6 separate regions of the Mus musculus genome follow, and all the other regions are linked to region 1. The links are chromatin contacts, called in public HiChIP or PLAC-seq and Micro-C maps. All regions are on one chromosome and are shown on one strand. Each heading gives the region's core, a stretch centred on a gene start, on an enhancer-like site or on the middle of the called end of the contact. The rest is flanking DNA. Distances are from core to core; before and after follow the strand shown.

What was found. A called contact is a pair of places that touch in the nucleus more often than the background predicts. HiChIP or PLAC-seq counts read pairs in DNA pulled down with a chosen protein or histone mark.
Region 2: a contact with region 1 is called in a Micro-C map of embryonic stem cells, with 4 times the contacts expected there. The contact joins the promoter of B4galnt2 here to the promoter of Zfp652os in region 1. A contact is called at or near these places in 5 of 39 promoter capture datasets (cranial neural crest, embryonic stem cells, fetal liver and 2 more), 2 of 484 Hi-C or Micro-C datasets (both in embryonic stem cells), 4 of 115 datasets of contacts at active chromatin or transcription factors (embryonic stem cells, extraembryonic endoderm stem cells and pancreatic cancer cells) and 1 of 9 other capture datasets (adipose tissue).
Region 3: a Micro-C map of embryonic stem cells shows a contact between it and region 1, with 4 times the contacts expected there. The contact joins the promoter of Nxph3 here to the promoter of Zfp652os in region 1. A contact is called at or near these places in 7 of 39 promoter capture datasets (the 3T3-L1 cell line, 3T3-L1-derived adipocytes, embryonic stem cells and 3 more), 1 of 15 datasets of contacts at CTCF or cohesin (CD8 T cells), 1 of 484 Hi-C or Micro-C datasets (embryonic stem cells) and 1 of 9 other capture datasets (adipose tissue).
Region 4: an H3K4me3 HiChIP or PLAC-seq map of the SCID.adh cell line shows a contact between it and region 1, with 9 read pairs. The contact joins the enhancer-like site here to the promoter of Zfp652os in region 1. A contact is called at or near these places in 3 of 39 promoter capture datasets (fetal liver, neural stem cells and pre-B cells), 3 of 115 datasets of contacts at active chromatin or transcription factors (the SCID.adh cell line, effector CD8 T cells and pancreatic cancer cells) and 1 of 9 other capture datasets (adipose tissue).
Region 5: a Micro-C map of embryonic stem cells shows a contact between it and region 1, with 2.5 times the contacts expected there. The contact joins the enhancer-like site here to the promoter of Zfp652os in region 1. A contact is called at or near these places in 4 of 39 promoter capture datasets (3T3-L1-derived adipocytes, embryonic stem cells, second pharyngeal arch cranial neural crest and 1 more), 1 of 484 Hi-C or Micro-C datasets (embryonic stem cells) and 3 of 115 datasets of contacts at active chromatin or transcription factors (the SCID.adh cell line and embryonic stem cells).
Region 6: an H3K4me3 HiChIP or PLAC-seq map of the 230-238 cell line shows a contact between it and region 1, with 30 read pairs. The contact joins the promoter of 4833417C18Rik here to the promoter of Zfp652os in region 1. A contact is called at or near these places in 5 of 39 promoter capture datasets (the HPC-7 cell line, fetal liver, macrophages and 2 more), 1 of 15 datasets of contacts at CTCF or cohesin (the NIH/3T3 cell line), 8 of 484 Hi-C or Micro-C datasets (CD4 T cells, CD8 T cells, embryonic fibroblasts and 5 more), 10 of 115 datasets of contacts at active chromatin or transcription factors (the 230-238 cell line, the SCID.adh cell line, bone marrow-derived macrophages and 5 more) and 3 of 9 other capture datasets (adipose tissue, liver and pancreatic islet).

Annotation. Positions count from the first base shown.
Region 1 is chr11:95,710,349-95,714,921 of GRCm38.p6, reverse strand. It overlaps Zfp652os (zinc finger protein 652, opposite strand), which reads left to right and starts at 2,168. Exons shown (of 2, transcript NR_045780.1): 1 at 2,168-2,294.
Region 2 is chr11:95,913,033-95,917,605 of GRCm38.p6, reverse strand. B4galnt2 (beta-1,4-N-acetyl-galactosaminyl transferase 2) reads left to right here and starts at 2,735. Exons shown (of 11, transcript NM_008081.3): 1 at 2,735-2,786. The coding sequence starts at 2,776.
Region 3 is chr11:95,511,941-95,516,513 of GRCm38.p6, reverse strand. It overlaps Nxph3 (neurexophilin 3), which reads left to right and starts at 1,949. Exons shown (of 2, transcript NM_130858.3): 1 at 1,949-2,354. The coding sequence starts at 2,301.
Region 4 is chr11:95,889,350-95,893,922 of GRCm38.p6, reverse strand. B4galnt2 (beta-1,4-N-acetyl-galactosaminyl transferase 2) reads left to right here. Exons shown (of 11, transcript NM_008081.3): 2 at 1,950-2,165; 3 at 2,813-2,950. Among named protein-coding and RNA genes, the nearest start is that of B4galnt2, 23 kb to the left of the region's middle. Within about 2 kb of position 2,247, at least 2 of the 459 cell types and tissues checked have an H3K27ac peak or open chromatin away from gene starts, as enhancers often do. A contact at or near this core is called in the SCID.adh cell line, where this site is marked.
Region 5 is chr11:95,542,094-95,546,666 of GRCm38.p6, reverse strand. No RefSeq gene overlaps it. Among named protein-coding and RNA genes, the nearest start is that of Nxph3, 30 kb to the right of the region's middle. Within about 2 kb of position 1,951, at least 21 of the 459 cell types and tissues checked have an H3K27ac peak or open chromatin away from gene starts, as enhancers often do. A contact at or near this core is called in embryonic stem cells, where this site is marked.
Region 6 is chr11:95,856,446-95,861,018 of GRCm38.p6, reverse strand. It overlaps 4833417C18Rik (RIKEN cDNA 4833417C18 gene), which reads right to left and starts at 2,202. Exons shown (of 2, transcript NR_045187.1): 1 at 1,937-2,202; 2 at 1-1,025. It overlaps Gm38959 (a long non-coding RNA gene), which reads left to right and starts at 2,568. Exons shown (of 3, transcript XR_880173.3): 1 at 2,568-3,314. n-TQttg6 (a tRNA gene) reads left to right here and starts at 1,776; the gene lies at 1,776-1,847.

The DNA.
Region 1 (4,573 bases), core at 919-3,418:
CTACAATGATTCCTATGCAAGCTCCCATGCTCTTTATTCCAGGGCCATAGTAGGTCTAATGCCTAAGAGAAACAAAACACAAACTCAAACTGCTTTCACTTTTGCATAACACAGATCTTAACTTGAGGTCCCGGGACCAGCTTCGAGATGATTGTGTAGTTGCATACAAAACCATGTATGTATTTCACTGCAAAGGGCCCTAAGACTTCCACAGCCCTAAAGAAGAGTTTAATTTTGCTGTGAATCTTTTATACTAAAGACAGTATCTATGTGAACACATGTGCACAGTGGTGATTCAAATAAGCAAGCCGTTGACTTAAGGCCACATACCCCACCACAGACCAGCCCCACCGGGGAACATCACCTGCCACATCCGAGCAGATTTCCTTTCCTAAGCAAACATACATGCTGTCAACAAAGCATGTACTGCTCCTTGCCTTTCTCAGAACAACAGGGCCCCGACCATCGTTTGGAAAAAAAGTACATAGACCTTCATCCCAAAAGACTACACTACTTATGCAGGCTATGCCTTGTTATGTTAAACATCGCCGCAACAGCAGCAGCAACAACAGCAACAACAACAACAAAACCGATGAAATTACTGTGTGCAGTAGATATCTAATTAACTGGAGGTGGGAGAGGTCGGGGGAGAACGTCGTTCAGGTGATACTGAGAGCGCGCTGGAAAAGCCATTAAGGGAAACACCATGAAGGTGCTTAAACATGGGTAAGATCCAGGAGGGGAACCAAAGACTGATTGACATCCTGTAGCTTGGTTGTGAAAAAAACATCTTCCTCCAAAGGCACATTCCTTTGATTGGCACAAGCCACTTCTGACAATGGATCCGCAATGACAGGGGCCGTTCCGCAATCAGGAAGTGTGCGAGTGTGCGTGTGCATATATGTGTGTGTGTGTGTGTGTGTGTGTGTGTGTGTGCTCGCGCGTGTTCCTGATGTTGTTGTTGGGGGAGGGATGAGCTAGATGTAATCAAAGACCGGCCCGCTTCAAAGAGGAGCATACAGGATCTTAAATCCTAAAGACTGACTTCGAGGCAAAGCAGAGACATCTATCATTTCTACAATAGTCATCCCTCGACAACGAACATGTTTCATAGAGATGTAACAGGGGTATCCCTCTCTTTGGTGTCTCCGACCTGGGACTCTTTAGTAAAGCCTGATTGGAGGGGTGGACGAAGTGAGGGTGGAGAAAGGTCTGCATCGCCCACTGGGCTGAGTGTGGTGCTGCGGGTGGCGAGTGTACATCACATGCGTGTTATCTCCTGGTGCCACAATACTCTCGAGGGCTGGAGGTTTGGGCGCAACCGCACGGCGGGGGAGGTAGTGGGTGCAAGCCACCAGCTGCAGGGCAAGAGAATGCTCTCCTCAGCCTACTAACCCGTGCACCCCGGCCACCCCGTCAGGCCTCGAGGCGAACCCACTCGCTGCAAAACTGCAGCTAAGCTGGGGAGAGGGGGCGGGGGTACGGAGCCGGCACCCCGGGCCAAGCTGAGAGCGGCAGACGCGCAGCGCCCGGGGCCTGCCCGCCGGATGGGGGCTGCTCCGGCCTAGCGCACGCAGCTGCCTCGGCGCAGGCTCCTCCGGCTCCGCCAGCCCGGCCGGGCGCAGAGGAAACGCGGCTGCCAGGGCGCCGCCGCGGCGGGAGGCGAGAGCGCGGGGAAGGGGCTCCTACTCACCCGGGCCGCCGCCGCCGCCGCCACCGCCACCACCGCCGCTTCGGCGGCCCATCCCCGCGGCGGGGGCCTGTCGCCGCGCCGCGCCGCGTCGCTCCAGTCCCCACCGCCCGCCGTGCCGGCCCCTCCCCCTGCCCAACGTCTGCGCTCTGGGCCGATCCTCAGACCCGGCCTCGGCCGCCGCCGCCGCCGCCGCCGCAGCGCTACGTGGCCGCCGCTCCGACGTCTCGCGACTCCCTTCCGAGCGCGCGAGGCCGAGCGGGGCCGCGGAGCGGGCGGCGCGCGGGGCGGGCGGCGGGGGAGGGGGTGTGCTGTAGGGATGTCGTGCGCGAAGGGGGCAGGGAGGCCGGCGGGAGCGCGCGCGCGCGCACGCCCCTGCACGCGCCCCCCCCTCCCCCCCGCGCGGTCGGGATCCCGACACCTCCCCCCCCTACACACCCCATCCCCGGCTATGGGGGTCGGCGCGCATGCGCGGCCCTCGGCTCGGCCTGGGCGCACCTTTTCTCCCTCCTGCCACAATGTGAGCGCTCAGCCGAGCAGATAACCGCCGGCTGCCTGCTCCACCCCCGGCCCTTGCCCACTCCGCCCACTCCCGAGCGCCCAGGTAAAGTCGTGGGCTGCGCATGCGCGACGCTTAAGGGGGTGGGGGCGTGGTTTTCAAAAGGAAGCCTGAAGGCAGAAGACGAAGTATCTGTGGGCAGGGGGTTTGAGATCCTAAGAAATAAGAAAACGTAAAAGTGCAAAGGGGGGAGAAAGTGGAAAAGTGGGTCAGAGTGAGATTTGGAAGTAGATATCTTTGACTTATGGAATACGGTTCAAAAAGAAAAAAACCCTAATTGCTGGCCACCTTGTTAGTAGAGAGCAGTCAGTGAGTGACAGAAATAGAAGGGGCGACACTTGTAAGAAGTAGCCATCCACCAGACAAATGGGATAGTTGATTACAACTAGGGGGATTTAGAGACCGCCAGTATGGTAAGCAAACAGGATGGACTGCTGGGCTCATCCTGTGGCCAGAAATAGGGAAGTGTGTGCGTGCGTGCGTGTGTCTGTGTGGTCTGTGTGTGTGCGCGCGTGCGCTAGAGTCCCAGAACTGTTGCAAGAAAGGAAGGCTCCATTGGAAGAAGCATGACCACATTATGACTAATTAGCTATTAATCATTAATATAATTAATGGTACTATTAGCTAACAAGGTAGCATTTATCCAAGCTCAGAGCCAAAAGAGAGTGTCTGTAATTGAAAGTGCTTAGTGTACAGGGAGAGGAAATGACTTGGCAAGTGAAGTCTCCATGAAAAAGACCCAAGATGACATCCCTAAGATCAGGATAACCCTTCCCCACCAGAAACCAAACTTCTGAAGGTCTCTACAGCTTGAATGGAGCTCCTAACATTGTTGGTTTTTATTGTTGGGCTCTACTACATTTTTTCTTTCTTTCTTTCTTTCTTTCTTTCTTTCTTTTACATTGTGTGTATGAATGTTTTACCTGGATGTGTGCATGTGCACCTGTGACATTTGATGGATTCCCCTGGAACTGGGGTTATGAGTGGCTTGTAGGACGGGGGGGGGGGGGGCGGCTAGGAATTGAACCCAGGTCCGCTGTAAGAGTAAGAAGAGCTTTTAACTTCTGAGCCATCTCTCCAGCCCTCTTCTTCTAACATTAAGAACATAGGATATTAATGTTCTTCCACAAAAGCTGACCCCCACATCATAGAAACAATTTCCATATAGATGCAGCTAACTTTTTCTCCCAGAACAGCCGGCCATAACCCACTCACCCAAACCTTCGAGGGAATAAAATGACCTGAGTCTGGGACAAAGTTAGGAGCTTGAAGCTTTATAAAGAGCTGACTCTGTCTTTGGCCCCTTCCAAAAACAGGTGTTTGGGTTTTATTGTACTTAGACTCCAGAAGCCAGGAACCAGAGTTGTGGAACTTAGGGCCATGTTTTTCAATAGCGAGCACTTTCAGTAAAGACTAAAATCTATATCACATTGCAACAGGTAGAGAGATCTTCAAGCAGAAGAAGAGAAAATAAGCATGTATAATAATCAAATTCAATGTGAGAATGAGCTTGGGTCTGATGGACTCAGAATGTCTTATTGGACATCTGATCTATTCCTCCACCCCATGCTTGGACAGGTCATACAGGGTGATGGCCAAATCTTGAGGTGACCTTTCAAGTGTTCTAATGCTCCATCCATAGGCCAACACACCTGATGGCCTCTAGTAATCACAGTCTTCTATTAATTCAGCTTTCCATTTCAACAGTGCTTGGTGGGCTTTTTTTTTTTTTTTAATTATTGCCAGGCAGTGGTGGCGCACGCCTTTAATCCTAGCACTTGGGAGGCAGAGGCAGGTAGATTTCTGAGTTCGAGGCCAGCCTGGTCTACAGAGTGAGTTCCAGGGCTATACAGAGAAACCCTGTCTCGAAAAACATATATATATAACCTTTTTATTATTATGTATGTTTATGCATGTATGCATGTGTGTAGTCGGCCACTCCATGTGTGTAGAGGTCGAAGGACAACTTGTGAGAGTCAGTTCTCTCTTTCCACCACGTGGTTCTGTGCACTGACATCAGTCATCAGGCTTAGGGACAAGCAGTTTTATCCAATGAGCCATTCTGCCTGCCTCGCTGCACATCCGTTATCTCATCAGCTCTTCCAATGACTACAAGGGCAGGCAGAACAGGTATTATCCCCAGTGAAGGACATTTAAGCCAGGGAATGTTTTGATGGCTTAGCCAAAGTTATACAAATCAGTAGCCCACAGAGCCAAACCAAGACCCAAGTTCCCTAGTTCCCACTGTGCTAGTCTGGGGATGGGGGGTAGGGGGGAAGGCAGTTGATAACCCTACTCTAAAAAACTGTCACATAGTCTTAATA
Region 2 (4,573 bases), core at 1,486-3,985, 200 kb before region 1:
AGCAGGTGGAGGGAGAGTAAACCTTTCCAAGTGATGAACTCCCAGGAGGGCATAGCAGTTTCCAAGAGCCAGAGAGACTGAGAGATGCCCTCACAGTGGAGATGAAGAGCAGGAGGGCAAGAAGTGGTTGAAGAGGCAGACCCCAGAATTTGGAGGCAAATATGGTGGGTGACAGAAGCCAGCAGAAACAAATGAACCATAGGTCCATATACACCTTACTGAAATAAAGTCAGCAGCTTGGTTCAGTTAGGAAGCCAGGCCCCTTGAAAAGGGGTTTATTTATGCCCCACTGAGAGGTTTCAGCATCGGATGTATAAAGTGAGGGCGTGGCCACCCCAAGGTATGGTTGAGGGCATGGTTTCTATTGTAGATGTGAGGGAGACTACAGTCAGAGGCATCTGGAAGAGTCTAGAGCATAGAGACTAAGTAGTTTAGTCGATTGAATGTGGCTAGCAGACTGAACTTGGCCATGGGAAGGCAGGGAGGGAAGCAACCCTCGGAGAGGAGCAGAAGAGAGGGGACGGAGAGGAGAAGACAAAGGAGAGCAATCAAGAGTGCACAGCTGACCTGTCTAGGAAAACAAGAAAGAAAGAAAGAAAGAAAGAAAGAAAGAAAGAAAGAAAGAAAGAAAGAAAGAAAGAGAGAGAGAAAGAGAGAGAGAAAGAGAGAGAGAGAAAGAAAGACAGACAGAAAGACAGAAAGAAAGAAAGAAAGAAAGAAAGAAAGAAAGAAAGAAAGAAAGAAAGAAAGAAAAGAAAGAGCGAGCACGCAGCTGAAATGGAAGGGTTTTAAGGGAAGGAGAAAGTGAGGAAGGGACCAGCATGGGCTGGGAACAGTTAGGGTAGGGAGTGGGGTGGGAAAAGCAGCCACAGGCAGTTGTGAAACTGAGGAAGTCTGCATGCAGGTCAGCATCCACTTTGGCATACTACTAAATACCACAAATAGTCTTGTCCTGACCTGACAGGCGCCATATCACTACCCAGAAAGCTGAATTCATATCCACCATGAAAAGAAAAGGGGCTCTCTGACGCCCACCAGCCCGTCTGGCTTCTGCTTCTCTCTCCCCAGCCCTCTCTCCGAGTGTTTACCCCCTCCCCCGCCTCTTTCTCTGTCTCTCTTTATCTCTTTTTCTGCTTCTACTTCATTCTCAACCCCCTTTCCATCCCCACCTCAAAAAAAAAGCAAAAAACAAAAAACAAAAAAAGAAAGAAAAAAAAGAAAGAAAGAAAAGAAAAGAAAAGGAAAGGAAAGGAAAGAAAAGAAAAGAAAAGAAAAGAAAAGAAAAGAGGGAGATCAGACTTATGATGGAGTTGGAAAAAATGGCTTTATTCTTTCTTTTGAGTTTCTTGTATATTCTATGGCAATCCTGTCAGGTGTACAGCGGGCAAAGATCCTCCCTCCCCCACGCTGCATTCTACGAGTTATATATTCATCTAACTGGTGTGTAACTAAGGGTGACCCTGGATTCTGATCCTCCTGCCTCAGTGACTATATCTTTCTTACCCGGTTGGATATTTAGGATTACTTTGTTTTTAGCCGTACTTCCTTTCTGGGACACGGCAAGGTATACTATGTGTAAGCAGACGATTGCACACCGTCCTCTGCATACCTGAAACTAGCCGCATGCACGCAGTTTGGCAGGATCAGAACAACAGTAGGATCCCATTCTCGTCTCAACGGAGAAGAGCCCCCCCCCCCCGAAAACCACCCCCAACACCTTTCGAAAAGGGTTTCACAAACACAAATGCGGAACGATTTCGAGTGAAATTCGCTTTTTTCCTACGTCCAAGCAAAAAGGCATTATGTGGTCCGATAGGTCATTGTAAGAGAGATTGGGCTACGGATGCGGCTTTGTTTTCCTGTCACGACAATTTGCGGTAGAGTGTTAGGGGAAAGGTAAGGACAAAGGCTGAATTTGAGGGAACTGAAATTTGAGCTGTAGAAGGGCCCGAGATGATAGGGAGAGCTAGGAGTGGACTACGAAACTGTGTTTCTTTCTAGGGTGGACAGAAAAGCTTGATGACCCGGGGAGGCTGAGAAAGAGAATTAATTTGGAAAGAAGCGCAGGGGCCGGGTTGCGGGTTGCAGGTTGCAGCGAGCGCCCAGGTTATCCAGGCCGTGCTAGGACACGCCTTGAAGCCCGGAGGACCGCTCTGGAGCGAGAGCAGATAGAGCGGAAAGCCATTTGCCCGGATGAGGAAAGCGGTGGCACGGGATCGTACTTTCTCCAGCTTCACCTAGTTCATCCTGAAGTTTGGGTAAAACCCTGAATCCTCTCTATCTCCCTCTAAAAGACCTGCCCACCAAAGAAATGGGGGTGAGCAGAGATGGCTTGCATTTTTAGCCCCGAACCCAAAGGACATAAAATACACCAAAGTGGGTTGAGACGCTGCTTACTGTCTGATTATCCCCAACTTGCCTAGATTTCTTCACCTGAAAATCAAGCCACAGAACTGTCGTCGGGGCTGTTATAGTTTATACAAGTAAATAAAGCGTTAGAACCTGACTGTAACTCTTCTAGTAGGAAAAGCCTGGGCGTTGGTCACCGGAGGGATCATGTACCGGGACATAGGCTCCTGGCGCCGCACAGCCACAGTGGACCAACTTAAATAGTGTCAAAACCGTTGGAACACATCCTGGACGCGAGGCAAGGTCCAGCGCCTGGGCGGGGGTTGTGCGAGGTAGGCGGGCGCGGTCCCTGGGACTCGCAGCTCATTCCTGCTCGCGTCCAGACCTGCGGTAGGCAGTCTGCAGAAGTGGCTGGAGCGAGCTGCGATGACTTCCAGGTAGTGAGTGTCCCTGGGCCGGAGGAACGTGGGCACGCGGAGTTGGGGAGGAACAGGTGTAACGGCGGCAGCCAGCAGTGCTCAGACAGCAGGCAGCCGGCTGGTGGAGCCCGGGGAGTCTTCGCGTGGGTGACAAGGATCTCCCGGCACAGTGCGTGCCTTCCTGGCTAGACATCCCGCTCCTCTCTCCCGTCTCAGACGCTGCGCCGGCTCAAACCCGGAACCGGTTTTCCCATGGGAAAATCCGACTTGGAGGTTGATCTCCAGGGGGTGGGGGGCAAGTCCGAGCGTGGGGTCGTGTCTTGGGGGTGCCGGGTGCGCTGAACGGGGATCAGGCGCCTACCTGACTGAGTCTGGTACCCAGCTGTAGGATGTGGGTTTAGGCAAGTGTAAGAGCCTGGATCCCTGAGTCCTTTCCAGAGAGTTTTATAGCAGCCCTCACAGAGCCAATGGGTTTCAGAAGGTTGCATCAGGAGTAAGAGGCTCAGCTGTACCTCAATGCACCGCACAACACCGTGGAACGCTGAAGAGGCTGAACTTAGGCGTGTTCGATTAAGTTTTACAAAACACTCAGAAGGATCAGAAACGAGTTGTGTGAGTTAGAAATCATTTTGGTGTGTTACACACACCTCCTCAAAGTTTCTCTCTCTCTCTCTCTCTCTCTCTCTCTCTCTCTCTCTCTCTCTCTCTCTCTCTTTCTCTCTCTTTTTTCAAAAGCAAATGCAGTTAAAGGGAGGGGCATGTAGCTCTGATGGTGAAGTGCTTGCCTGACACTCAGAGGCCAGTCACTACTACTAAACTACCTGGAAGGCAGAGGGCCACAATTCTGAGGCCAGATGGACATCCGATCTGATCTCAAAACTTTCAAAGGGGCTGAGGAAGTTCCTCAGTGGTATACGGTTTGCAGACTCTGCACCAGGACCAGGTTTGGGGGGGGGGGGGTTGTTTGTTTGTTTTTAAAGCACACATTTGTTCCACAAAGGATTTAGGGAGAGAGTGGAGGAAGGCAGATATTGGGAGTCTGCTGTGCATTGCTAAGGAAGGGCTTCAGGAATCCCAGAGTCCTTCAATATTCTTTCTAGCTTCCTGCTTCCTGCATGTGGGAGGAGATAGGAGCTGGGACTTCTGTTTCATAGACTCAGTCAACTTGAATGATGCTAATGAACACAAGGCTGGCACATTTTGGGCCAGACTTTGTTTTTCCTTCACTTATAAAGAGCTAGAATTGTACCCTTAGATCTACGATTTTCATCTCTGAAGTCTGCTATTTTCCTGTTTTGACTATACAGTGCTGGCCAGTGTGGCCTTGGGGAAACATCTCTTCCAACTTCTGACTTTCTATTTCTGAAATGGGACAGTTTCCCTCAAAAACAAACAAACAAATAAACAAACAAAACCCACACAAAACCAACCAAACAAACAAACAAAGCCAAACACTTCCCCAAATAAAACAAAAACCCAAGAAGAGATTAGTGTCCTCTAAACAAAACTGACTATATATTAATTATTCCACTCATTTCAAAAGCCAGTGTGATGGCTCATGTCTGTCCACTCTTCAAGGTCATCTTTTGCTACATTGTGAGTTTGAAGCCAGCCTGGGCTACATGAGACCTTGGCTCCAAAGGTGGAAAAAAACGTTCAATTCATTTTATACGCCAGGAGCACCTAGGAGAGGGCTCCAGGATTATGTCTCTGTAAAGTGGACTGAAAAGCCTGATGAAGGAAGAGGGGGGCCAGGATGGAGAGATGCACTCATTCCTATGCAGCACTGATTCAGGGTGGAGCGG
Region 3 (4,573 bases), core at 700-3,199, 200 kb after region 1:
TGAGGGCAGGGATGGTGTCCCATTCATCTCTGTAACTCAGGCTCTGGATGGGAGCCTGGTATGGAGGATAGGCTCTACCACTGGCTGATGGATGAAGGCAGAGAAGAAACTTGAAGTGGGAGCCAGGAGTGTCCAAGAGGGGAGTGGGGGCAAGCGTGGCAGGCAGAGCAGCCAGAGCAAATGTGTGGGAAGTGCAAAAGCGAGCCCTTCCGTTTACTGCACTCCCACGGTGCCCGCCAACCATGGCGCCCGCACTGGGGACACACACTGTGTTCTTCCCACCTCCAAAGGAAAGATCTGAAACCTGGCATCCCAGCATGGCAGTAACCTGCCCAAGGTCACACAATGGGCTGGGGCCTGGCGTGGAATCTAAGACTGTCTGGCTTGAAAACAGTACCCCTTCTGCTGGGCCACACTGCTTTCCTGGGGGCAAGACTTGGAATGAGTAAGGAGTGAGCCCAGCTTCGTCTCTGTCAAGCTGAGAGCGGGAACTAGCTGCCCACGCTCAGACCAACAGCATCTTTCTCCCAGCTGGACCAGAAGCTCCAAGGCCACACAAAATTTTACCTGTTCCTTCCTCCTCCCCTGCCTTTGGCAGTCTTTGAGTACACACACACACACACACACACACACACACACACACACACACACACACACTGCAAAGAGCCCGAAAGGCCCAGGGCACCCAGGAGACAGGGGGCTCATCCAAGCTACCTCCTTCTGCAGTCTCTCCCTCTTTGCACTTGGCCCAGGCTGATATTAAGATTCATCTGCATTCCTCGCACAACGCCTGGCAGATGGTGGGGGAGGAGGCTGGGTGTGAGCTGGGGGCTGCAGCCAGGGACCACACTGGATCTCAGAGGGCCACAGAAGAGAGTGTGGAGAGCTTCCGGTAGACCCAGTGTAGGCTGGGGCCACTCCAAATGCCTCCATGCGGGTCCTAGGATTCGACCTTTTGTTTTTCTAAAGACCAAAGGAGTTGTAAAGAGCTCAGAAGGATGTCTAGCCATTGAGGGCAGGAGGGTGGTCCTGACCCTTTGGGATCTCTTGTCTAGGTCTTAATCTTTCTTGTCTTGGTGATTTGAAGAGAACAGAGCAACCTAGGACCCCACTGGGGTGGGGCCCTTTTCCGCCTGGTGACACCTGTGCCGTGGGAAATGGGTAGGGAAGAACATGCTCTGAGAGGCCTGTTCACGCCATTTATGCCTCTATTTCTCAGGAGGCAAACCCTTACCCCAACCTCAGAACCCAGCCTGGACCCTAGTGGTCTCTTCAGCCCAGCGCCTCAACCAAATGCTTCGTACTGATTGCTCTTAGGTCGTCTAAGAAGAAAAGGAACGAATGTGCTAGGAAAAAGGGTGCGAGCTAGACACTTAGAAGAACTTCCCTTAGCACCCTCATCAAGTCTTGCAGGAACCATCAGCTGTGATCCGCTGTAAATATCCTTGAGCCCTTAAAAATGGATTTAGGGAGAGTCGTCTTTCCAAATTCTAGGACTCCTAGGGTGGAGGTAGGTAGAGCGACAGATTCCCGTGTGCCCGCTACAGAAAAGAAGGCGCGCTGCCAGAAGGGCGGAAAAGCTGGTGTCCCCATCCGCGGTCTTCCAGCCTCTTGCCTCCTCACCCAGAGCTCCTCCGCCCTCCTCCTGTCCCCTACGCTGGAAATTGGGCGTCCCAGGTCCCCAGGCTGCTGGCCGGCAGGGGAGGAGTTAAATCCGGAGGTACCGACTGGGCTCACCGTACCTGCCGCCGCCGCCGCCGCCAGTGGGAGGGACGAGGAAGCGGGAGGCGCCTGGGCGCCAGGAGCGCTCCAGTCTGGCGGGGCGCAGAGCGGGGAGCGGGCGGCCGCGGCTCGGCGTGGCCCGGGGCGTCCGCCAGGGGGCGCGCCACGACGGGGCGGGAGGGGCCGTCTGGTCTGGGGAATTAGCACCGGGGACGGGCGCGCGCGCAGGTCCCCAGCACATCTGGGTGAGAGCCGAGCCTCTGGAAACAAGCCGGGCGCCGAGCGCCTGTCTGGAGCGGCAGAGTCACCGCTCAGCCGGAGCCCCTTCGAGACGCTCCGGGCGCACATCTGGGACTGGGAGAAGGGACCGCGCGGCGAGCAGCTGGACTCGGGGAGGGGGCGGCGGCTGCACAGCTGGACCGAAGGGGGCGGGGTCGGTCCCAGCAACTGGCTGAGGGGAGGGCCGCGAGCCACCGGGGACCGGAGCATGGGACAGCGCGCCTGAAGGAGCAGTCCGGGACGGAGGGGGCCTGGGACCCCGAAAGGAAAAGAGAGACGGGTGAGAGCAAAGGAGGAAGATGCAACTGACCCGTTGCTGCTTCGTGTTCCTAGTGCAGGGCAGCCTCTATCTGGTGAGTGGTCCGCGGGGAGCGGCGCAGGGCGGGGGCCAGGGGATGGGGAGAGCGCGGGAAGCTGCGGAGCCCTGAAACTTTCTCCCTCCCCCCACCCCGGCATCCTGGGGATGCGGTGAACGCTGGAGGCTAGGGGAGAGGGCGGGTCCGAGGCCAGAGGCCGGACTGGAAGGGTTAATAGGGGCGGGGAGGAGGGTGCTTGGATGGCCCACCCACTCCGCGGCTGATCGCGGGAGGTGCGAGTGACACTAGGGAAAAGGCCCCCCAAGCTGAGTAGCCAAGGATTACCCGACCTCTCGTAGCAGCATCCCAGGACGCGCGAAACGGGGGTGGGGCAGGTGACCTGCCCGGCCAGGGGACGCGGTATTCTTCTTTGACCTCTGGGGCCCAGAGAATCCCGAACTGTGGGCCCTGGCGCGCCAAACCCGGGCGGACCGGGGGCAGCCCCCGCGTCCCTGCCTCCCGCCGTCCCTCTCGCTCCCTCCCTCCTCGCCTGTTGTTTTCCTCGCCTCTCCCGGCAGCGCGCAGCCCGAGCCCCACAGGACCTGGGCAGGCGGCTCCCGCCCCAGGCGCTCAAAGCAGCTGAGCTGAGCGCCCAGACCCCGCTCCCCCGCGGCCCAGGGTGCCTTGGAACCCCACCCTGGACCCTACCCTGTAGCTTAACTCTCTCGCGACCCGCGCCCACCGCCCCACATCTGTCCCGACCCTAATCCTGTCCTGGAGAAGCCTCCGCCTCGGCGCCACTGGAACGGCCCCCTTCCTCAAAACAATTCCCATTGACAGCAACCCTTCCATTCCTAGTCCACTCTAGGACTAGGGAGGATGTCTTCCCTGCTTGGCCCTTTCCTGTGGCCCTCTTTACTACTGAGCTATTGACTGTCTCAACCATTTAGTTAAACCCTAGAGCCAAGTACGCACAGGTGGGCAGCCTTAAACCCAAACCCAGGAGCCTTCCTTCTTGACTCCTGACCCTGGGGCACTGGGGACTTGGGAGGCAGGAGCAGCCTTAACTCCGAGACTGGCTTGGTCACCAAGGCCAGAGCAAGAGCATAAGAACTAAACCCTTTGGAGCCTCCCATCCCAGCTCCTCAGGATTCCCTCCGCCCCACCCATGTCATCATCAGTCCAGATGTTGTGGCTGAGCTCCTGTCCCCTCACTGGTGACATAGACACACTGGGAAGAACTCGGTTTCGGGAACTGAGCAAACACACATTCAGGCCATGGAGCCTAGGGAACCAGGTAACCTCCCTGTTGCTCTGCTGAGCCCCGCTGGCTCTTTCCACTCTCCTCCAGGAAAGCCTCCCCAAGGTGTGGCCTGTCACCATAGCTGAGCCTGTGTAGGCAAGACAAGCCCTGGCGGAGTCTGACAGGGCATTCCAGGTGGAAACAGGGCTTTGATAAAAGTCTTTTGCAAAAGGTCGTGAGGTGGGACTGTGTCTGTTGATGGGAAGGCTGACACTTGTGGCCCATGTCTTGTGATGTAACCTGCAAGGCCCGATGTCCTCACCTGTGAAATGGGACTCACAAGAGCTGGTCCCTCATCATGCAAGTGCCATCTTGGCATGTCATCACGTGTTCCCCAGAGGAGGATTTTGCTCCCACAAGCTTGGCCATCCTGGGTGTGCCATCTGCTCCTGGTCTCCTAGCCTTAGCAAAACCTGAACCAAACTGGTAACTGACCAGGACTCTGGCTGGGTTCTGGATTCGTATTTTGTGGTGCATAGGCTGTCTTTGCCTCTAAAGTCGGCAGTTATACTGGGCTAGGAACGGTGTCCTAGCCAGAAGACTAAAACGTCTTAAAAGATATACGGTGTGTGTGTGTGTGTGTGTGTGTGTGTGTGTGTGTGTGTTGACAGAAGGGAGCTCCCAAGGTAGGGGTGGGGCTCCCCAAATAAATTGCAACTCCCAGCTCTAGGTGAAGGACTCCTGGAAGATAGAAAGAAGTGACACTTCCCAGGCACCTGGACATTTCAAGGGTAGAAACTCTCCCCCTAACTGGGCGGTCTTGGCTGGCCTCAGTGGAAGAGGCTGTACCTAGACCTGCAGTGACTTGAGGTGTCAGGGTGGGTTGCTATCCAGGAGGGACCTCACCCTTCTCAGAGATGAAGGAGAGGGAGAGATGGGGGAGGGGCAGTGGGAGGAGGGACTGGGAGGAGAAGAAGGCTGTGATTGAGAAGTGAATAAATAAATTGGAGGGAAAGGGGTAGACAGTCTGCAT
Region 4 (4,573 bases), core at 998-3,497, 180 kb before region 1:
TTTGGTGATGCAGCTGCCTATGGATTGCCACATCTCCCGCAAGAAACCTCTTACCCAGATTCCCAATCAGTTCATTGCGTCACCAGGTCGGTTTTGATATCATCATTACGTTGGGCTGTTGCCATTCCCTGTTTAGAGTGGACGAGTGTTGGTTCACTCTAAAGTGTCTGAAGAAGGAACAGAAAGAAAGACCCAGGGCTGGTGAGATGGCTCAGTGGGTAAGAGCACCCGACTGCTCTTCTGAAGGTTCAGAGTTCAAATCCCAGCAACCACATGGTGGCTCACAACCATCAGTAATGAGATCTGACTCCCTCTTCTGGAATATCTGAAGACAACTACAGTGTACTTACATATAATCAATAAATAAATCTTTAAAAAAAAAAAAAAAAAGAAAGACCCAGCCTGATGGCCTAGTCGGCCATCACTGGAAAGAGAGGCCCATTGGACACGCAAACTTTATATGCCCCAGTACAGGGGAACGCCAGGGCCAAAAGGGGGAGTGGGTGGGTAGGGGAGTGGGGGTGGGTGGGTATGGGGGACTTTTGGTATAGCATTGGAAATGTAAATGAGCTAAATACCTAATAAAAAATGGAAAAAAAAAAAAAAAAAAAAAGAAAGACCCAGCCTGAGTGTAGGGGGTACTGTCCCTTGGGCTGGAATTCTGCTCTCCCAACTTCCTGTTTTGCTTTGATGTGAGGAACCCCCTTGGGGCCTTCTTTGCATTGAGTGGCTGAACTTCTTAAACCATCCGTAATGGGGTCGGACGCCCTCTTCTAGTGTGTCTGAAGACAGCTGCAGCGACAGTGCAGTGAGTCCTGACTTCAGATTTTTTTGCACGAATTCCAGCTCTCCTCTCCCCATCTCCCCATCCCTTCATTTGGGATCTTCTGGGTCCTTTTTGTCACTTGATTCCTTCCTTCTCTGCTTTGTGAGTTATCCTAAGAAATGTTTTCCACCTTCTTTAAGGCAGAACCTCTGCCTAGTGGTGGTGGTGGTGGTGGTGGCGGCGGTGGTGGTGGCGGTGGCGGTGGCACATGGGAGGCAGAGGCAAGAAGTTGTTCTCTGTGAGTTTGAGGTCAGCCCGGTCTATAGAGCCATTCTCAGGCAAGCCAGGCTAAATCTTTTCTCAGAAAACAGTAACAATGAGAGAGAGAGAGAGAGAGAGAGAGAGAGAGAGAGAGAGAGATTATTGCCTTGGAGCTTACCATTAGACTGTCTAGCCAGTGAGCCCCTGCCCCTAATATCCTCTATTGTCTTCCTGTTTAGCTTCATACCCAACTTAAAAAAAAAATTAATCAGGGCTGGAGAGATGGCTCAGTGGTTAAGAGCACTGTCAGCTCTTCTAGAGGTCCTGAGTTCAATTCCCAGCAACCACATGGTGGCTCACAACCATCTGTAAAGGGATCCAATGCCCTCTTCTGGTGTGTGTCTGAAGACAGTTACAGTGCACTCATACATATAAAATAAATGAGTAATTCTTAAAAAAAAACAAAAAAGTATTCCAGAACCCAGTCGTGGTGATGCACGCCTTTAATCTCAGCATGAGAGGCAGAGGCAGGCAGATCACTATGAATTCAAGGCCAGTATGATCTACATGGTGAATTCCAGGCCAGCCAGGCTTATATGGTGGGACCTGTCTCAAACAAAACAAAGTAAGACTAATGAAGATTATTACTATTGAGAGTGCGAATGTCCGTGAGCAAATGCCACGGCTCGGGTATTGGTGTCAGAGGACAACTCGTTAGACTCGGTCCTGTCCTTCTACCCCGGGTTCTCAAATGAAGTCTTTAGGGTTGCACGGTGAGCGCTCTTGTCCATTGAACCATTCCCAGCTTTTTACGTGGTTGCAGGAGACTGCACTCAGGCCCCTCCTGTGCAGCGTTACTGTCTACACCTTCTATCTCCCCAGATCTTGACATCAAACATTCTAATGTGTTTTGCTTTTTCAGCGTGTCTTTTGCCAGCTTCAGGTTTCCATGGCTCCTCAAGACATTTGTCCTCATGGTAGGACTTGCCACTGTTGCGTTTATGGTGAGAAAGGTGTCCCTTACAACAGACTTCAGCACCTTCAAGCCAAAGTTTCCAGAGCCTGCAAGGGTTGACCCAGTGCTGAAGCTTCTACCAGAGGAGCATCTGAGGAAACTCTTTACCTACAGTGACATCTGGTGAGACTCTGGGTGCTCCAGCCTCACTGTTGTCCCCCTCAAGGTCACTTCCCTGATTCTCCTTGAGCCTTAGACATCGTAGACAACTCAGAATGGGTGCTGGTTACTAAAGTGAGTCTCAGAGACCAGGGGTGGTCTGTGGGATCCAGTGTCTGTTTCCCACAACACCAGGTAACCTTGCAACTTCACTGGGAGGGCTTGGTTCCTGCCATCTGCCCTAATGGGACTAGCTGCCAACTGAAGTGCCTATGGCTCTTAAAGACGCAAGATAGAAGGGATAATTCTAGAGAGGGCTGTTAGGCACGGTAGTGCACTCAGGCAGCTAAGGCAGGGGAGTTACCATGAGTTTGAAGCCAGCCTGGGCCACATAGACAAGATCTCCGTCTCAAGAAAGAAAAGGAAAAGAAGAACGAAAAGAAAGAGGGAATAGTCTTTAGTCCCTCCCTTCATCCCCACTCCCTCATCCTGTCTCTGGGGGGGGGGGGAGGGAACTCCTGGGTGGTTGCAGGATATCAACCCAGTTAGGGTAACCATGTGGTTAAAAAATTTTTTTTCAGTGTGAGCAACAAGCAAGTTTAGGGTTTAGGGCTAAGGTCCCGCCCTTCCTGCAGTCAATCATGTTTATAAGCTTTTCTCCCTTGTTCTAGGCTCTTCCCCAAAAATCAGTGTGACTGTAACTCTGGCAAACTGCGAATGAAATATAAGTTTCAGGATGCCTATAACCAGAAGGACCTTCCAGCTGTGAATGCCAGAAGACAGGCAGAATTTGAGCACTTTCAGAGGAGGTGATGCAGGCTGTGGGGGCTCCTGGGTTTCTGGGAACAGCAAACAATCAAGTGCTTGAGAGAGTGAAGAGCCCTGAGAAAAGGTCTGGACCTTGCATTCCTGAGGGGCTCCTGGGGAGAACTATTAGGAACAAGCAGAGGAAGACAATGGAGAAGAGTATTCTCCAAGAAAGATTTGCAGGGCTTTGTGTATAGGAAAGATTTCAATGAGGGGCTGAAGAGATGGCTCAGAGGTTAAGAGCACTGACTGTCCTTCCAGAGGTCCTGAGTTCAAATCCCAGCAACCACATGGTGGCTCACAACCATCTGTAATGGATCTGGTGCCCTCTTCTGGCATGCAGGCATACATCCAGACAGAACACTGTATATGCATACTGAATAAATAAATCTTTAAAAACAAAAACAAAACATTTCAGTAAAACTGACAGAGAAAAAGGAACAGAGTTTGGCACTTCTCAGTGACGGTGTGTGGTGCAGCCACCGGGTGCCCAGGCCAGCACAGAAGGTGATTCTATAAGCTCGGGACATTCTGTCAAGTGCCACCATGTGCAGGGGTACAGAATGTCACTTTGTCTTTTGACAGTGCTGGAGACTGAACGCAGGGTGTCCTATAAGGCAGGCAAGTACCCCAACACTGAGCTCCTACTCCTTTATGCCCCTGCCTCAGTTCTTTTCCTGTGGTGCTGGGAATCAAACCCGGATCCTCGCATGTGCTAAGCAAATGCTTTACCACTGAGTTATAGCCCCAGTCCTCCCGCCTTTCAATTACAAAGGATTGATATCAAAATCGTTGGTTGAAGAGGGAATTAAAACAGGTTCTGGCTGGCTTTTATTAAAGGGGATTTGTGTATGCTGGGCACTTGTCTGTAATCCCGGCACATGGGAAGCTGAAGCAGGAGGATTGTAAGTTTAAGGCCAGTGTAGATTTCATGGCAAGACCTTGTCTCAAACCAACAAGATAGAGTTGCTTGTGACAGCCCCTTTAAAAGTAACTAAAAGGAGGGCTGGTGAGATGGCTCAGTGGGAAAGAGCACCCGACTGCTCTTCCGAAGGTCCGGAGTTCAAATCCCAGCAACCACATGGTGGCTCACAACCATCTGAAACAAGATCAAGATCTGACTCCTTCTTCTGGAGTGTCTGAAGACAGCTACAGTGTACTTACATATAATAAATAAAAAAATCTTTTTAAAAAAAAAAAAGTAACTAAGAGGAGAGAGGTTTTTTTTTTTTTTTTTTTTTTTTTTTTTTTTTTTGAGACAAGGTTTCTCTGTGTAGCCCTGGCTGTCCTGGAACTCACTCTGTAGACCAGGCTGGCCTCGAACTCAGAAATCTGCCTGCCTCTGCCTCCCGAGTGCTGGGATTAAAGGCTGCGCCACCACGCCCGGCTGAACAGAGAGATTTTAGAGCAGAGGTTGCCAAGCTTCTGAATGCTGCGACCCTTGAACACAGCTCCTCACGCTGTGGTGACGGCAGCCACAGCATTATTTTCATTGCTGCTTCATAACTGTAATTTTGCTACTGTTGTGAATCATAATGTAAATATCTGTATTTTCCGATGGTCTTAGGTGAGCCCTGTGAAAGGGTTGTTCAACCCACAGGTTGAGAACTGATATTTCAGAGACA
Region 5 (4,573 bases), core at 702-3,201, 170 kb after region 1:
CCCTCGGCTGAAAGGGAGTGGGACCTCTGGTGAGGGTCTAATGACCCTCAATAGCCCCCTCTGTGAGGGAGCATCCACAGGCCTGACCTTGCTCAGGTGTTCTTCAGTAATCGCAGCTGCCTGAATTAACATAGTAATAGTGGTGGCCTGGAGAGATGGCTCAGCGGTTAAGAGCACAGGCTGCTCTTCCAGAGGACCCAGGTTCAATTCCCAGTAACATCATGACAGCTCACAACTCTAACTCCAGTTCCAGAGGATCTGGCACCCTCTAACAGATGTACATGCTGGTAAAACACCAACGCACAGAAAAAAAAAAAAAAAAAACCTTTAAAAACAAATCCAACAGTCCCATGTGTGTTACGTTTGTGTATCTGTATCACTACGACCTACCTGCCTTCCACAGTGCTTTAACCACTCTACATTCCTGAGAATGAGTGTTCTCTTGCTCTGTGTCCTGAATGACACTTGATTTGGTCACTGCTCTCAGGTTTAGCCATTCGGATAGGTGTGAGGTGAGTGGTACCTTGTTTGTTTAAATGTCCAGATCTCTGGCACACACCATGGAGTGCTTCTTGTGGTTATTTACCGTCTCTGCCTCTTCTTTTGGGTGTCCTATTCAGGTATTTTACTTTTTTTTTTCTGCCTTTGTTCATGTGTATATATACACGTGTGCTTGTGTATGCAAGTGGCTGGGTATACCACCCTGGGATGAAGCTACAAACCTAAGATGGCCCACTTCCCTCCTGTTTTAGATCTCATAGTTGATTGACACCTTTGTTGAACCTCTCGGCTCACCAGGAGTCTTCCTTTGGACTCCAGGGAAAGGAAGGCAGCAGAAGGCACTCTGAAGAGGGAAGGGCCTGCACAAGGTGTAGAGCTGGAGCTGGGGAAGGGAGAGGGTGAGTGGAAAATGAAAGAGAAGTTACCTCAAGGGACCAGAAGAGGAGGAGAGGAGCTGGTAGCTCAGCCGAGAGCTGAGGAGTGGAAACCGAGAGGCCCAAGGAGTTAGCCCAGAACACAAGCTGGGTTGTGGTAAACTGGGGCTGAGCTGGGATTCCAACTGGGAACTGCTGGCAAGTCTGCCTGGTTTGCAAGCCTCTCACAAAAAAATAAAGGAGAGTGACCTACGCATGGTTACGGCCCAAGCCTATAACCCAGGCTTGGGAGGCTGAGGCAGGAGGTTTAAGAATTTCAGGCCAGCCTGAGCTACAAGGCAAGTCCCTATCTCAAAACTAACAGCAGCAAAACTCTAACAAGCAAAAAAACAAGCATGAAGGAGTGAAGCAAAGGGGATTTCAGAGTGGGGGTGAGGGGCTAGGGGTGGGGAAGGGGCAGGGCAGGGCAGGGCAGGGCAGGGGGAAGGGGCCTGCACTGTACTTGGTCCAAGGGACCATCAGACCCTACCCCCACCCTAGCAGGATCAGAAAGGGAATGGGTTTCTCTTGGGCACACCCCTCAGTAGACTAGGGAGCGGCTACAAGGTAGGATCCTTGCCACGGAGTCTGTCAGACATCCAGAGCCCCACCTGGTCCCTGCAGGGTGCCATTTCCTGGTGGGTGTATGGTTGTGCTCTTTAAGATTCTGGATGGGGGGGGGGGTATGTGGGTGTGGTAGCACATTCCTTTAATACCAGTGCTCGGGAGCTCAGGAGGCAGATGCAGGAGGATCTCGGAGTTTGAAGCTAATTTGGTCTACAGACGGAGCTCCAAGATAGCCAGAGCTACATAGAGAAACCCAAAAGAAACAAAACAAAACAAACAAACAAACAAGATAAAAGATTCTGGGAATAAGGAAAATGCAGATGTGGAACCCATTGGCAGCTTGCTGAGTTGAGAGGTCAGAAGCCAGGCACCTTCTGAGTCCCCAGGTTACTATGTTGCAATGTGGTCCAGGCCTGCTCAGCACGCACCTTTCCCATCTGGCCACTGGATCTACAGGGCCCCAGATCTGAGAACTTCCCAGTGAGAAATCTGGGAGGAACGCCAGGGATGGTGGAGGAGGGGAGAGCTCAGGTAGGCAGTCAGGAGTGAGCTTGGTAAAGTGTGTGTGTGTGTGTGTGTGTGTGTGTGTGTGTGTATGTGTGTGTGTGTGTGTGTGTGTCGGCACTTTAAAGTCACTCTCATCTGAGGCTCCTTCCCATCCCAGATTTTATCTCTGGGTGCCTGTCCCTGGATGGAGCCTCGCCCTTGTAGCACCCAGTACCCTGGGGAAAGAAGAAGGGCAGATCAAAGAGCAGGTGCCCCTGACCAGGGAACCTGAGATGCTCTCTTTGTGTGTATCCAGGAGAGCCCCTGGCCTAGACAGGATGGACGGAGCCCCTGAGTCAGAGGCTGGGAGGGGAGGGGAGGCGTCCACACAGAAACCAAAGCCGGTACATTCACTGTGGACAAAGAACAGTGTTGGAGAGAGGTCAGTCTCTTCCTGTCAGCTGCTCTAGCTGGAGGCTTCCGGCCAGGTAGTGGGCCAGCTGGATCAGGAAACACCCAGAGGAAGGGGTGGTTAGCGCCTCTATTCATTGAAAACCTAGGGCCGCTCACCAAAGCCTACCTTTTAGCTGATTCTCAATTACTGATGCTCAGGAGCTGAGGGATAAGAATGGAGAATGAAGCACAAGCACACACCATTCCATTCCCAGACACTGTGGCCATCCCTGTCTTCTAAGGAGAAGCTGGCAGGCCATTTGAGTGTAACACTATCCTGTCTTCTGGGCTCTCCCACATCTGGGCTCCCCCCAGCTGCTGAGCTACCACGGTGGCTGTGAACTCTTCCTCCTCAGCCAGCCTAGGGGGTGAGAAGCAGGGAAGAGCTGAAGGGGGCAGCTCAGCTGCTGTCTGCCTGGGCTGTTTGAGCCTCAGGTGGCGCCAGCCCTGTGGGAGGGGGAGTGGTGAGGACGGGAGGGGGTCGGGGTGTCATTTGGGGCCTTGCAGTTGGTCCTGGGATTGGGGTGTGTGTGCCTGGGACAGGTTTAGCATTGTCCTCATGTTGCCCCAGAGTCTGGGAATCCCAAACCTTGTGCTCCCCAAATAACCACTTAGGCCAGCTGCGTTCTCTATGGGTTAATTGAGTTAGAACCTCAGGCACCAGGCTGGGCCTAGGAGTGGAGATACTGGGAAGGGGGTGCGTAAAACTGGGAGGAATGGACATAGGCATACCCCAGCTCATACTCCTGTTCTCTGTGACCCTGAAGTCCCCATGGTTGGTTCTCTGGGACTGCTGTTATTTTTAGGTTGCCTGGTGCTGAGTAAGCAAACCTACAATCCCACAGCTCAGAATGACACCCGTGTGACATGACAGTCCCTTGGGTTATCAGCCTGAGGTCTCTCTGGGACAGTTATGGAGTTCAGGGTCACCTTCCAAGGTCATGTGGTCATTGGTACACTTGGTTCTTGTGGTTTGCTCAGTGAGCACCAGTCTGGAGCTGCCTTTAGCTCCTCGAGGTCAAGGCCATCATTGTTCCTGGCCCTGAGGTATCTCAGGCCCAGAAGGAGCATTTCTGACCTCAGGAAGGGCCTCTTCTGTACCTGATGAGGTCAGGCCCACCCAGAGTCACCTCTCTCTGATGACTGTAAGTCCACTGACCTTGAACCCCATCTTGCCATCACAACCATCACCTGGGACATATTTCTTTCACATCAAAGGGGAGAGGGTTATATGAACGTGTGACCTAGTGGAAGGTCACCTTTTATGCCAAGCCACTCCACCAACGCCATTGTCACCTCCCTCCACAGACTTCTGCCCTGTCAGTCTGTGAGACTGGCAGATGGTACCAGCCTCCTGGAGGAGGCCTGGGCTGCACTTGACTCAGTAAAGAGTATTAAAGCGCGCCAGGTAATGTGGGGTTGCACAAGCAGCTGAAGTCTGACCCCTTCTCAAGCCAGCTCCATGCACCTAGTTACTTTTTGCTCAGGGTGCATGTAGTTCAATTGGAGATTGCTTGCCTGATGTGTAGAGGCCATGGGTTCAACACACATAGACATACAGACATAGAGCTCTTTGAGTTCGGTGGGGGTGGGGAGGGGAGAGACCCATTCTAGCACAAAGAAATCTTAGACATCATACATCTGTGTCTCAGTTAGAGTTTCTATTGCTACGATAAAACGCCATGACCAAAAAGCAAGTTGAGAAGGAAAGGGTTTATTCCGCTTGCATTTCCACATCACCTTTCATCACCAAAGGAAGTCAAGACAGGAATTCAAGCAGGACAGGAATCTGGAAGCAGGAGCTGATGCAGACACCATGGAGGGGTGCTGCTAACTGGCTTGCTTCCCCTGACTTGCTCAGCTTGCTTTCTTATAGAACTCAAGACCATCAGCCCAGGGATGGCACCACCCACTATGGGCTGGGCCCTCTCCTATTGATCACTAATTGAGAAAATGCCCTACAGCTGGATCTCATGGAGGCATTTCCTTAACTGAGGCTCCTTCCTCTCTGGTGACCCCAGCTGTGTCAAGTAGACACAAACCCAGCCAGTACAATCTGGGACACAGTGTCTATGTTCAGACTGGGAAGAAGGTAGGGACATTGGGGAGGTGTGGACCCTTGTGACCAGGAAGGACGTGATGACAGCATCTCA
Region 6 (4,573 bases), core at 953-3,452, 150 kb before region 1:
ATTATATGTAATAGTCTATTATAATTAAATATATTCATCCCATAAGTTGCTATCCTATAGAACCCTAGTACAAGGTCACACAGCAAATAGACTGCACGGTACATAGCTCTTCTGTTTGCTTGTGTATAAGAAGTGAAAAGCGGGCTGGTAAGATGGCTCAGTGGTTAAGAGTGCCGACTGTTCTTCCTCAGGTCCCAGCGACTACATGGTGGCTCACAGCCATCCGTAGTGGAATCTGATGCCCTCTTCTGGAGTGTCTGAAGACAGCTACAGTGTACTTACATATAATAAATAAATAATAATAATAAAAAATTGTAAAAAAAAAAAAAAAAAAGAAGTGAAAAGCAGAGCTGTTTGGTTTGGTCTTTTGTCTCAATACATGTTTGGGGGCGGGTAAGTGGTGCCAGGGGACCTCTACAGAGTGGTGATCTGTAGGAAACAAGGTTGCTCAATTCAATACAATTAAGCAGCCAGTGTTGGTTCAAACTTTGCAAGCCTGACCCCAAGTAGTTTATTTGGTGAAAACTTACCTGGTGATAATTAACCCAATCACCTGTGCACAGCACAGCTTAGGACACCACTGCACTGGAACTCTTTGTAAAGTACATGTGACATCTTCCAGAAAGATAGTTTCTATAGACTGAGAAAAACATGCTCACCGATAAGAGTCCAGGGAGGAACTGGTGAGATCTCAGCCTATCAGTCTCAGGTCACAGGCCATTACCCACATCTGCTCCCAGCCTTCTGGGCAGAAGACACGTCATACATCTCTCTCACTAAACAGACATTCCTGTGTAGTTAACATTCCTGGTGTCCCTAGTGCTTATCTGAGCCTCGCACACAGGTTATTTCTTAAACTCTTGTAGAGGACTTATACAATAGCCATCATTATGGGGCCAAGCCTCACTATATTATAATAAACAATACATAGTCCAGAGCATCCTTGAAGCAGCCTCGAGGCACAGATGGATGTCCACTAGGGTAATGCTCCGAAGGTGAACTGCTGAGTCAAAGTGTTGACTGACCTGCAGAAACACATTTAGGGAAAATGAAAGACTAGACAGTGCAGAAGTGGGGATTTTGTTGTTGTTTTGCGGGATATGTGTGTGTGTGCGCGTGGTGTGTTGAATGGTGGGTGTCTGTTGTTAAAATTCTGACTGGGTTTTTCTAAGGATCGGCACACTAGAAGTTTCGGTAGTCCGGCCTTTTGAAGCGCGGGGGGAAGTGCTGAATTGGAAGCGCCAATCTCCCTACAGATAATTTGCATAGCGCGGAGCAGGGGCTGCGGCATCCACGTGCGGCGCACTCTCCAGCATCCCCGTCTGTACCCCAGGTTTCGTCCGGGGTTTGAACGGCTGTGCCACCACGTGCCAGTCCGCGTCCTTCCCCGCTGGGCCAAAGCGTCCTAGCCACAGCCCTCCTGATATAAACGCAGAAAACAAGTAGAAAGCCCAGGCTGCGTGCGCCGAACCTCCTGCCCGGAGTCCGGGACCGGAGCCGGCTTTCTCCGGACTTGGTCCGATCGGACGACCAGCCGCCCTCGAGACTTGGGGTCAAGAGCCGGGACCCTTGGAGGATCACCGGAAGAGGTGACAGACACCTCGGGGCCCATGAACGTTTGGAATTCGTAAGGACATGAGAATCTCGGTGGTTCCGTGTCTGCCCGCCATCGCGGCCACCGGCCACGGGCCCAAGCCAAGTGTAGCGAAGCTTAGAAAAGGTTGCCCAACGTCATGTGGCTTGAGAAGGCTGCCGGGCGCCTTAAGCCGCCAGCAGGTCCCATGGTGTAATGGTTAGCACTCTGGACTTTGAATCCAGCGATCCGAGTTCAAATCTCGGTGGGACCTCACTGAACCTTTTTTTGGCCTTAGAATCCCTGTTTTGGGGCCTGCAGGAAGTAGCAACCAACCCGAGCCTCCGCAGGGAATGCACTGACCTGTAGAATGGACGTTCAGCTTCCCTCCCTGTGTCTCAACACGATTACATTTCAGGAACAGCCTGGGCTGGGAGGCACTGCGCACGCGCGCCGAGTCGGGCGGAAAAATAAACGAGTTGATGGAAGACTGAACATAACTTTACCCAGGAGGGAAAACGAAAGAACCCGAAGGATCCCGAGGCTTTCCTGTCTGAGTACCGCTGCACACACCGCGCCTCGGAGTCCCCGCCCCCTACCCTCTGATTGGCTGCTGTGCAGAACGCGCGGTAGGATTGCTTTGTGAGCCGCGAATGAAGTGGCCGGACGGGGCCGGGGGGCGGGTAAGTGGTGCCAGGGGACCTCTGATTGGGTACAAGAGAGCGATTCCCCGAGGCTTGTGCGTTTAGGGGTCATAAACCCGTGTTTTGGTTCTGCATTGCTCACCCAGCGAGGTTGTGTTTCAATTAGACAACAGTCACTTAGTCAGGCTGGCAGGCGATCAGTACAGTTTCTCACCGTCCATGAGGTGTTTCTCCGAGAGAAGGGCAGGAATCGCTAAGGATTTCTTTAGCTGCATCGCGCCGCGGGTGGAAAATATGTACAGGGAGTATTGTATCTTCTTTGGATTAAGATCTGGGATTTGTGTTCGTCCCTGTGGGATAAATGACGAGGGAGCCTGCTGACGCATTATGGTCTCCCTACAGAGTGATTGGCACGGTGGCTATAGGTTCTCACCCTTGGGAGGATGCCATGGAAACCAAAAGGAGCCTCTCCCGACTCTCCGATTAATTCTCTAAGCATGCCTCTTGCAGACACAACCCACGCACTCTTTAAAACATCTGAATGGATCAGTTTGAATGAACCATCGCAACCTCAAAAAGATCAAGACGTGAGAGGAGGCACACTTGCGCTACCAGAAAATAAAGATGCTTGTTAACTGTACATTAAAGAAATTAAGATAATGTCTGGATGGATAAACATACCGATGGAACAGAATAGGGAAGCAAGATGCAGCCTCACCTTTATGCATAGTTTATAATAACAAAGGTGTCACAAATTTAAATAATAATAAAAGGTAGCACAACAGAGTTAGGGGAAAGGACCTACTTGACATCCTGCTGTGTGCTTGCTTATAGGGAAAGAATATGAAATCGGATTCTTGTTAACACTAAACACAGCAGAAAGTCCCAAGAGAATTGTTGACCTGAAAGTGACAGAAGCGGTGAGCTTGGCTGACGACATAGGGGAATGCCTACACCTCAGTTTAAACAAAGCCCGAATAAAACGCACAGACGAGGACTGTGCTACTCCAAGTACCATCAGAAGAGTGAAAATATCTGGGCCTGTTGCTCAATGGTGAACTGCAAGGCACTCAGGGCCTGGCATACTAAGAGAAAAGGTAAGCCACAGACTAGGGATATGCATGTGTAATGCATAAATAGCAAATAAATCTAAATAAATTCTCAAAGCCTGTAAGAAAACTGCCTGCCGAAAAATAGCAAAACCTGTGCTAGGGGCATAGCTCAGCAGGTAAAGAGCTTGCATGCAACCATGCTGGACCTGAGCTCCATCCACAGAACTCATGTCAGAGCTGGGCATGCTGGGGATTGTAGTCCTAATGCTGGGGAAGTGAAGGCAGAAGGGTCATTGGCCAGCCAATGAGAGAACCTGTCTTTAGAAAGAAAGAAAACACCTCACATTGACCCTGGCTTCCACATTCATACCAACATATGCACGCCTTTAATCCCAGCACTTGGAAGGCAGAGGCAGGCGGATTTCTGAGTTCGAGGCCAGCTTGGTCTACAGAGTGAGTTCCAAGACAGCTAGGGCTACACAGAGAAACCCTGTCTCGAAAAACCAAAAAAAAAAAAAAAAAAAAAAAAAGAGGAAAATAGCCTCAGACTTGAAAATAAGCTCACTATGTAGGATATCACTAAAGAGCTAAATCGGACAGGTCACACCCACCCGATGACAATGCTAAGTGTCTCCAAGAACATGGGATAAGGTGGGCAGGCAGGAGCATAGGTTAGCAGTAGAACACACATAGAGGTGAACACACACATGGGCCCTGGCCTGACACCTGCACATACATGGGTCCATTCACGTAGGCACAGATGTGTAAATAAGACAAAACCGACAGGTACTGCTCAGCATCATGGGACATCCCTGTATACCAATACCCGGTGTTGGAGTCGGGAAAAACCAAAACAACGCAAGCAGTCACAAAAGTCCAGCAAAGCAAGATCTTTATTGGAATTAGGCAACAAAAATCTGGCCAGTCAGGGACAGCAGCACATACTCAGACTGTCCAGGCTCAAAAAATAAGAGCCTTGGCTGTTCTTCCAGAGGACCTGGGTTTGATTCCCAGGACCTCCATGGTGCTCACAACTGTTCACAACTCCAGTTCCAGGGAACCAATGCTGTCTTCTCAGGCACTGCTTGCATACACATGGTAAACACACACACGCACACACACACACACACACACACACTCGCCAAAACACTCATACCCTTAAAAATAAGTCGCTCATTTGGTAGAGTGCTTGCTTAGCATGCAGAAAATCCCATGTTCATTCCCAGAGCATCTTTAGGAGGTGAAGGCAGGACAAAGATGTGTTCAAGGTCATCCTCAACTCTAATAGGGAGTTAAAAGCTGGC